2 separate regions of the Lactuca sativa genome follow, and region 2 is linked to region 1. Evidence: chromatin contacts called from public Hi-C data. All regions are on one chromosome and are shown on one strand. Each heading gives the region's core, a stretch centred on a gene start, on an enhancer-like site or on the middle of the called end of the contact. The rest is flanking DNA. Distances are from core to core; before and after follow the strand shown. Region 1 holds the start of LOC111904211. Region 2 holds the start of LOC111904209 (photosystem I subunit O).

Region 1 (5,427 bases), core at 1,443-3,942:
AATAGTTGACTTAATGCATGCATGACACCAAAATCCTCATAAAGTTTGCACCTTTAACCTTAAGGGTACCAAAACCAAGCCAAATTTGGAAGAATAACCCCTAAAATGACTTTACTCCAACATCATCCCCAAAAAGAGGACAAAACACCACAAAACCCAACATAAGGAGATCTAATCAAATATTAAGCAAGGTTAGGACTTTATACCTAAAATACGCTGGAAATAGAGCAAAGAACCCAAATCTGTAAGCTCCTACTCGAACCACCACTTTGCACCAAGCTTTTCTTCTTTCAATGATCTTCATATACACCAAAACACACCCACCATGATCTCACAACACTCAAGGAGGCTCTAGGGTTTCGAGATTAAGGTTAAGGGCTATGGAGGCTGGAAATGAGGCCAACACCTGGGACTTAAGGTGTTTAAATAGGGTGTAAAACACTAAAATTAGGGTTTCCTTATGAGTGGCCAACTCGCCGAGTTGAGGCTCCTCAATTCATCGAGTTGCCTCATTAAACTTCGCGATCAAGCCAACTTTTACTCGTCGAGTTAAGGCTCATCAACTCGTAGAGTAGACCCATTAAATCCACGATTCTTCATCTTCAACTCGCCGAGTTGGTTCCTCCAACTCGCCTAGTTCAACTAGAAATTAACATAATTCCACAATTAACTTTCTAGCTTTCGGGTGTTACAGAAATATTGTAAGAAATTATAAAAATTCTTAAGAAATTTATAAAAAGTTGTTCATATTTAGACAATTTTCTGTTTTTGTATACATTTAACCATTTAACTTGTTAAATGTGTTCATGATGTATGAACACATTTAATAAGTTAAATGGTCAAGTCGATACTCATAAATCTCATTGACAAGTCGATCCACCTACAATCGGTTGCTAGTTGGTATTGGAATCCTCTTGTACCTGAGAAAATGGATATTTTGGCCTGAAGAATCTGTCATGGTAAGCTACCATCTATGGAAAATCTCAACAAACTCGGTACTGGGTCAATGAGCATTTGTAGGACATGCAACGAATCCCCAAAAATGATGGACCATATTTTTGTCGAGTGCCCAACGTTGATAGACATCTGGCAACAAGTGTGCAGTTGGTGGCATTTGTTAGAATACCCCTCTGTTTCGGTGCATGAGTTGCTTAAATGTAGATCAAAGCTAGGTGGTCACCAAAGATTGTCACCGATTCACGAAGCCATAATGTTGGTGTTCATTTGGGTGGTCTGGAGCTACAGAAACCTTAAAGCCTAATCGTCAAAGTTGAAGTCGCATTTGATGTTGACTCAAGAGGTTCAATCCCTCTCATACTTATGGATTAGTGTATTAAATTGAAATGTCTACAATTAAGATGAATAGAATTAAGTTGTGATCCAATTTTAGAATGCTATTGCAAGATTTAAATTTACCCCTTTTTTCGGTCTTTTTTTCTTCTCTTGTTTTTGTATCTCCTGTCATGTTTTTTGAGTTTTTAACCATAATAGGGTAGTTGAAAAAAATATTTACCATTTTAGTGTTCTTTCGAAAATATTTACCAAAATGGTATTTTTCTTATTTTCTTTACTTTTTAGTTTTCTTTTTAGTTTTTTTTTTTTAAATCTTATTTTTTTTTCTCTTTTATTCACCTTTTTATTGTTTTTATATATATATTTTTTTAAATGACAACTTTTATTTTAGCTTTCTAACCTTTTTTTTACTATTTTTTTTTAATAATAGTTTTTTTTAATCTTTTTTTTCTGTTTTTTTCCCTTTTTTAAATATATGTTTTTCTTATACAACCTTTTTACCATCAAATTTTCGCCATCAAATATTAAAAATACAATATATTTTAAGGTGCAAAAAACTCCAACATTCACATGCAATATTTTTAAGGTAAAAAAACAAACAAAACCTCAACATTGTTTGTTAAAAAAACACCACAAAATAAACTCCAACATTGTTTATTACAAAAAAAAAAAAAAAAAAATCACAATTAGCTTGAATTTGAACTGGTAACAAATGGTTACCGGTAAAAAAAAGAGGAAATAACCACAACAAATACCATAAAAATATTTTTTTAAAGTACATTGGCATAGACGGACATCGTTTTCGGTATGAATATTAAAGAAAGAATAAATGTCAATCTTTGTGGAATTTGTAGACTCGGTTGCCTACAAATTCCACAAAGATTGATATTTATTTTTTCTTTAATATCCATACCGAAAACGATGTCCGTCTATGTCAAGGTAGTTTAACAAAATATTTTTATGGTATTTGTTGTGGTTATTTTTTTTATTATTTTATTTTTTTACAGGGAAGGATTTATTACCGGTTTAAATTCAAACTAATTGTGATGTTTTATTTTTCCTTTTGTGATAAACAATGTTAAAGTTTAATTTGTAGTGTTTTTTTTTTAATAAACTATGTTGAGGGTTTGTTTGTTTTTTTTACCTTATAAATATTATATGTGAATATTGGAGTTTTTGTATCTTAAATTATATTATATTTTTAATTTTTGATGGCGAAAATTTAATAATAAAAAGGTTGTATAAGAAAAACATATATTTAAAAAAAACATAAAAATCTTCTAATCAAAAACGTTGGGTTGAATTCACGCGCCGCGGCGTTTCCCAACAATAGTCTTTTCACCCTTTCGTTTCCTACTATATGACGCGCCACAGGTGATCTTGACTCTCCACTGTCCACTACAGTACAGCCTACCATACTTTCCATAGGGAGTGTCGTACAGTATAACTTCCCTATCTTCCCTATAACCCCTCCTCTGTGAAAAAAGCACCATTCTTCTCGCAGTTCAACAGTGGAATTAGCAATACAAACAAACCAAAATCCCAACAAATTTTACAGTTATTTCACCCATTTCGTCTCTGCAAATTCACACTCAAAACCCCATTAAAATGGTTCACCATTTCTCTCTCTAGATTCCATTTAATACCTCCTTCTTGCTGTACATCTTTCTAAAGTAAGAATCAGGACTGTTCGTTTTGTTGTTTTGACAAAAAATGGAAAGGAAACAAGGTTTTTTCTCTGCTTTAAGAGACGAAGTAGTCCGTGGTTTATCGCCGGCGAGGTCACGTGGCAAGAGTCCGGCGAGGAGTAGTAGCTCGCCAATGACGGGGTTTCTTCGACTGAAACCTAAACAGTTGCAGAAACCGGAGCCGGTGGTTATAAGATCCGGGAGTTTGAGTGGTGAAACGCTGGCGCCGTTGATTGAAGGCCCCGATCCGGCCGCCTCAGACCTCGGGGAGACCAAGCGTCCCGGGTCGGGTATCGGGCAATGGATGAAGGGGCATTTATCTAGGGCTCCTTCCATGACGTCTTCTATGGCGTACAAACAGAGGTCTGATCTGAGACTTTTGCTCGGAGTTATGGGTGCGCCGCTTGCTCCGGTGAACGTTAGTTCCAGTGACCCTCTGCCTCACCTTAGCATTAAGGATACTCCTATTGTAAGTGTTCCTTTTTCAATATCTTTTTCATGTGACTTTAGGGTCACTTTTCTACTAGCGCTAACATCATTTTCCGCCATTGTCGTTGTCAAGCTGTTGTAATGAACAGTTCTACACCTGAAGTTCCAAATTACACCCGAAAACAAGGTTTATTATAAACAGGGTAACATGACCCTGCAGAAAGTTTGTTTACGAATCTGTAAAGGGTTTTCCGGTGGGTGTTTGGTAGGGCCACACAAATGCTCCGCCCTCCACGGTTGCGTGATTTAAATACTTCCCGGAATAAAACCAAGTTAATTAAATTGAAATTAAAACCTCTAAAACCTTCAATCATTGCTCGATTGTTTCAAGACCTTTTCGATTTAGAACTTCCTTCGTTTTCCAAGATCTGTATCTTCTTACCCCTTTGTCGTACAAACCCAAAATTCAGCGCAATGATTTCCAAAACCCAAAATAGATCTTCACATGAAACTCGATTTCATTCTTGATTCAGCAAAAAGGGTAATACCGATCCACTGTTCATCCTCTCAATTCTTAACCTAAATTAATCATTTCAAAGCAATAAGCCCAACGTCACTCATTACAAATTCGAATTCAAATCGCAAAATATCCCAATATTCAAAAATCGAGAGTTGACTATTTTGTGTACCCAAGAAATATTATTTTATTTCTAGCTCATCAAGTTTCGTAAAAATCCCGTTTATTCCATTCAAGATTGTTCCCTCCCAAGAATTACGGAAGAAACATCATCATTCATTCCTCTCGACTTCATCAAATTTAAATATCTAATTAGTAATCACATTAATTTTCTTGTTATTATAGGAAAGTTCATCTGCTCAATACATACTGCAACAATACACAGCAGCATCCGGAGGCCAAAAGCTTCAAAACTCCATTAAAAACGCTTATGCAATGGGGAAAGTGAAGATGGTGGCATCTGAATTTGAAACTGCATCAAGGGTGATGAAGAACAAACATTCTGCAAAATCTGCTGAATCTGGTGGATTTGTATTATGGCAGATGAATCCTGATATGTGGTATGTTGAGCTTGCTGTTGGTGGCAGCAAGGTTCATGCTGGCTGCAACGGGAAGCTTGTCTGGCGGCATACACCATGGCTCGGTGCTCACACCGCCAAAGGCCCGGTTAGACCCCTCCGCCGTGCTCTTCAGGTAATCGTTTTATTTTATTTTTAAATAAATTTTTTACCACAAATTTACGATAAATTAAAACCGCTAAATTTGATTTTGTTTTTTCAGTCAAATCATAAAAGTTTGAGATGTTTTTCCAAATTTACCATTTTGACATGTTATATTAGCTTTGAATTTGATCTGTAATTTTGCTTAAGTGATATTTAAAAAAAAAGTAATGAAAACGACTTGTCGGTTATAATTAAAACAATTTACAAAAGAACAAAATTATATTTGTTTTTATACAGAAAAGTCCCATTATTTTGGGAAAGATTTTGATAAAGTTGTAAAAAAAAAATTTAACAGAAAAGTCTCAATTAGTTAATATTCTGCCCAAATTAACGAAAAATCCTTATTTTTACTTAACAGGAAATGACATATTATCGTGCAAAATTAAATAATCTGTAGGACTTTATCAAATTTATTTTCTCAAAATTATGGGATTTTTCTGCATAAAACCCAAATTATATTTTGCCCAATTTTGTGGTGTAACCACTGCTATTATTTTTTTTTTCACATAATTCATCAAAATATTACTCATTTTAATTTAAATGCCACATAAGCAAAATTTTCAGTGAAACTTGGTTTATATGGAAAAAATGTAAGAAACTTTTCTGTTTGATTGGAAAAATAACAAAATATTACTTATTTGATTTTTTTTAACGAAAAATAGCATATTTAAAGTGGTGAATTGGCTTTTTAAAAAAGACATTTTTGGGATTTTTGATAAATGCAGGGTCTTGATCCAAGAACAACTGCAAATATGTTTGTGGATGCAAAATGCATAGG
Region 2 (5,427 bases), core at 829-3,328, 150 kb before region 1:
AGAGATGGTGGGACGTATCGGATTTAATAATTATATAAGATGTAAGTTAAAAAAGAAATTAATAATGGTAAAATAGTCTTTTTATGTCTGGAAGAGACCAAAGATGCAACAAAACAAAACTATAAATACCGTCCAAGTTAAAAAATAAGTTAGGAACCAAATGTACAAATTAGCACAAACCACAAAGATTATCAGTGTAATATACTCTATAATTTATATGTCTTTTATTAATCTTGCAACACCACATAGGCTTTCATAAACAACACTGAAAGTGCATGCGTGCATGCCTCTTGCATTGCTTCTTATTAAATTATGTATTATTTAATTCGCTTTATTTTTTTAAAGACAGATTAAATGCTAGAATCCAATGGCATTAATCAATCAAATACCATATTTGGAAGATTACCATGACCAACCATATTTAATTTTTAGATTTCTAAAGTGAAAATTATATTCTGATTTTTGTGCAACAATAGAAATATATTACACCAGAAGGAAGATCAGATAAGCCATAACTTCACGAGGGGTATTTAGACAAACAACAAAGATCAGGGACTTGAAACGGAAATTTACAAACATACGGAGTCACTCTACTTCTCGAAATAATCTTCGGTCCTTCCTTTGAACCCAATTTGCCCAAAAGTTAGGCATATAAAGAGTCCCAAATGCCATGTCACCAACCACAACCTATCCCATAAAAAGAAAACAAATATTTAACACAGATCCTATTGTCAAATAATATGTATTTACACATGATGCTTTTCTAAAGAAAAAGAATTATAATGACTTTTAGAATTACATAAACACAAGCTAAAAGATGACCATTATGATCCATTTTATGAATAAGTGGGTTATTTGAGTTATTATTATTATATAATGGCCGTGAAATCACTGATCAAATATATCTTTTAATGACTACAACATCCCAAATCCACAAATATACTATTATAATTATAATTATAATAATAGCCTTTTTAATCAATATTTATAATATTAATTGTCATTTTTTATAAGAAAGAATCAAAATCCTACTTTATATATCTTAACCATTAAAAGCTTGTAAGTAGTATTTAACACCAAATGGTTATATAATATAAGTTTTATCCAAGACATAGACACATATTTTAAATAGTTTTTGTTTTAAACTAACCAAAATGGTGAAGTGAGAGCCGGAGGAGTGGGGAAGTGAGCGAGCTCAGTTCCAATGCTTCCAAAGAAGAGTCCTGTCAAACTGTCACCGTTGATTGCTGGTATGCTTGATGGTGCGAGCCATCCGATCAACCCAAATCCTATCACATTCAAGTCTCTACGTAGCCAGTCTCTTTCAAAGCTAACAATGTTTAATATCATTATATTAACAAAACAAATCAACACAAATATATATGTAATGTTATACAACTTATATAAGTTATATATTAATTCACTTGAATTTTGATATTGTATATTTAAATTACTTGGAGATTTATTTACCATGTATATTTGCCACCTGAAGCATGTGAAACCCTCAAAGGGTTCCTTGTTGTTGTTGTAGACCTCAAAAAGGCTGAAAACAAACACAAATTCAATTATTAATAAATTTAATTGATAAGTATTTGACAAAGGACATTTTATAAAGAAACTATAAGTTTACCAGTTTGATTACCCATAGTTAATAAAATATAACTTGGATTTATATTTTCTATCAGAAAACATATATACATCATAAGTTGATAATTACTACATTATAGACCATCAGATCCTCTTATAAGTATGCCTGACATTATAAGTCGCTAAAGTCTTATTTGCTTCGAAAGAATTGAATGTAGATCGATATTATTAACAGAAACTGATCAGAGTATGAGTATGCAGTGTATAAATCTTGCAATTTATCGTTATGATGAAGAGGTGGTGGACGTTGACCTGAATTTAAGGTGGTTTGTCTGCGGTTGAGTGACGACGGCGAAGAGAGGGAGGAGGTGGCCAAGCCCACGACGGTTGAGGTTGCAGCGGCCATAGGTACTGCTTCTCTCTGATCAGAACGATTGAAGGGATGGATAATGGTGGTGGGTTGTTTAGGAGTTTTGATCATATGGTGTAGCGGAAGGATAAATCCAAGTGGTTCTGGATTGCATGGGTTATTAGATGTTCAATAGCATCTCGCCACGTAGATGTTCTGTGGATAATACAGATCTACACCTTGCCACGTGGTGGATAAAATGGATTTGTCTCTTAAATAACTGATGATGTATACTTTTTGAAAATTTATATATAAAAAAAATTTAGAACTTAAATATAAATTGATTAAGTTAAAAAGAAAAGCATTAGTTTAATATAATAATTTCAAATATGAAAAGGTTGTATTGTCTTTCAATAAAAAATTACATAAAAAATTATTATTTATTATTTTTGTATAGTTTAATATTTTACTTTTATTTTTAGTATACTAATTTTTATTTAACTATTATTTTCTTATATATTATTTTCAACTTAGATTCAAAGTTTTTAATATTCTAATATTTAACTTAATATAATTTGGAATTTAGAATTTGTGATTAATATATTGTTTTAATTTTATATGATATTATTTAATTATAAAATAAGAAATATATAAAATAAATAATAAAAAGTATGAATAAAAGTATAAAACGATGATGTTAAGTGTAATACTCCAAATCAGGTAATACCCCCTTTATATTATTGAAATATAAATTAGTGCATAATGGTCCCTTAGTACGTTGGGCGTACTCCAGGAGTACGCTTAACGTACTAAGGATGGCTGCTCGCGGAGGGTTAGCATGTACGCTGGGCGTACCATGGGGTATGCAGGGCGTACGTGACTGATGGTCAAAACCCTAATTTTTGGACTTGACACCTATTTAAGCATCCTTAAGTCATTGGGACTAAATCGTAACCAGTCTCTATAGCCTTATGTCGTCCCTTAACCTCATATTTCCTTGTGAGTGTGGTTCTTAAGCTTAGAAGGTGTGTTGGTGGCCATTTTAGAGATCATTCAAGGAGGAGAAGGTGGTATTCAAGCTTTGGGTGTCATTGAGCTTATAGATCTTGCATCTAGAACATCTTGAGGAAATTTTGGAGGTATAAAGTCATAATCTTGTCATCCTTTTCATTATTTTGAGCTAGGGTTTTGTTATGGAATCCCTTTTTGGCTTTTAGACATTCTTTTGTGAGTTGAGCAACTCCAGAGACTAGAATAGATAGATCTGAGCTCCTTGAACTTGTTAAATGCATAAAGGTGTGTAACACTCTAAATTTTCAAACAAAAATTTTCATTTTTAAACCATATAAAACTCAATATCACATTTCTCAAAAACCACAAATGCATCAGTTATAAAAAACACAAATAAACAAAATGACTGATAATATCCCAGAATCCTCAAACATAATCTCGAACAGATGTGTACAATCAAATCGGTGTGTTCCCGCGATCCTAAGAAGTTCCTGAAACACGTACGTATTACATAACACGACAAACACGAAGCTTCGTGAGTTCCCCAAAATACCAAATACACAAATAATAAACCTTTCATGACTATAGCTCGACATGGACCCTCCGGTCATGCGTCTCAGTGAGGACCCTCCGGTCTCACGGCTCGGTATGGACCCTCCGGTCATGTGTCTCGGTGAAGACCCTCCAGTCTCACAGCTCGGGTTGGACCCTCCGGTCCTGTATCTCAGTGACGACACTCCGGTCTCACAACTCGGTTTGGACCCTCCGGTCCTAACTCAGAAAGGCACAGAATAATACATAGCATAAATCACAAAGACAAAATGTGTAATATCACATAACTCAGTATAAGCACATAAGACCCTCCGGTCGATAACTCAAATAAGATCCTTCGGTCATACAGTATTACCGATCAGGTAAGTATAGTGAGAAGACTCACCTCGTAAGTAAGCAAGTAGATCTAGTACCCACGGGCAGTCTAGACTCCGCCTACATAATATAATCATCTCAAATTAACACTTATAATCACAAATCTAAGAAGTTAGGCTAACCCTTTTCTTCACTCTCGGAAAGGGTGAAAAACTATTTTACCCCTCCATGATCTTCACAATTCATGTCTTGACCAAACCCTAAAACTCAACGGAAGGCAACACTCAAGTCAATGGTCCATGTTGACCCAAATCGTCGAGTGCATCTATATGACTCGTTGAGTTCCTTCGTTTTCTCTGAAGTATCGGGAAAATACAACTCAACTCGTCGAGTTGTCTCACCAACTCGTCGAGTTGTAACGCTTCCGGACTGTTAGGGAAAACCCTAGCCAACCCGTCGAGTTGGCTCATTAACTCGTCGAGTCCCTTCAGTTATTCTCTCATTCAAACGTTTTTAAGCAGAGCTAAGGCCTCGTACTCTAGATTTTTCCTTCTAAGGCTGAAGTATCGCGTAAAGTTGCAAGCTTTACGTCCATGCATGGCATCTAGGTCTCAAAATGCCAAAATATGCTCTATAGAGGGTTTAATGCATGAAAGTTGGCTAATAGCTTGATAAAGCTCGAGTCTTCAGGCCCAAGGGACCTCACATTGTCTAGATCTGAAGTCACAATTTCATGGCAAGCTCAAACAACTTAAGGACCCAAATAAAAGATTGAAATGACCATAAAATCCTAATAAAGAGATCTAACCAAACAATGATCAAGGTGATAGCTTTTTACCTCCAAATAGTAGCTAGTACTGATAGATACCCGGATGCAATGGCTTATTCTCATTCCATTCCTTTTGCTCTTCAATCCCCTTCCAAAAATGCACTAGAAAATATAATCTTAGCCTTTCTCTCTCTCTCTCTCTATCTATCTATCTATCTGTATCTCTCTCTCTCTCTCTCTCTCTCTCACAGACACACACACATACACAAATGAATACAACTCGATTAGGTTTTCTCACAGAGGGTCAAGAGGATAAGGGAGGCGGAAATGAAGGCTTAAGTTACTTTAAATAGGGTACAAACCCTGAAAATTAGGGGTTTCACACTCATCTCTGTCACACCCCAAAACCGAGAACGACGGAAACGTTCTGGGGCGGAGGACGTCATGTACAGTATCACAACACAGTATAATAGTAAACAAGTAAACAACATCATCCATTGCATTAAATAAATAATTTTAATACAAGTGTGTTCTGTAGTATATAAGACACCAAAATATGAATCAAAATATAAGAGGAGTCTTGTATGCGCTCTATCTTCTCAAAAGCTGGCATCGGTACCTGTCTACTGATGACCTGAGAATACAAGTTATTTTGAAAGAATTTATCAGCATTAAAGCTGGTGAGTTCATAAGTATTTAGTGTCTATGGTTGTATCAAAATGTTTGAACTGTTGTTTGAAGTATGAGTTTGTAAACGTTCGTAATAAAAGTATCTGAATGTTTGTAAGTGTTTGTAAAAGTTTGTAACTCCTAGAAAATCCTATATTTTATAGTAAAAGTTGCC

The links. Hi-C and Micro-C count contacts between places; a contact is called where the count stands out from the background.
Region 2: a Hi-C map of leaf shows a contact between it and region 1, with 7 times the contacts expected there. The contact joins the promoter of LOC111904209 here to the promoter of LOC111904211 in region 1. A contact is called at or near these places in 2 of 4 Hi-C or Micro-C datasets (leaf and seed).

What each region holds. Positions count from the first base shown.
Region 1 is chr7:154,383,840-154,389,266 of Lsat_Salinas_v11, reverse strand. LOC111904211 reads left to right here and starts at 2,692. Exons shown (of 3, transcript XM_023899988.3): 1 at 2,692-3,450; 2 at 4,273-4,620; 3 at 5,375-5,427. The coding sequence starts at 3,007.
Region 2 is chr7:154,530,655-154,536,081 of Lsat_Salinas_v11, reverse strand. LOC111904209 (photosystem I subunit O) reads right to left here and starts at 2,078. Exons shown (of 4, transcript XM_023899987.1): 1 at 1,900-2,078; 2 at 1,471-1,543; 3 at 1,151-1,330; 4 at 409-687. The coding sequence starts at 2,068. The coding sequence ends at 591.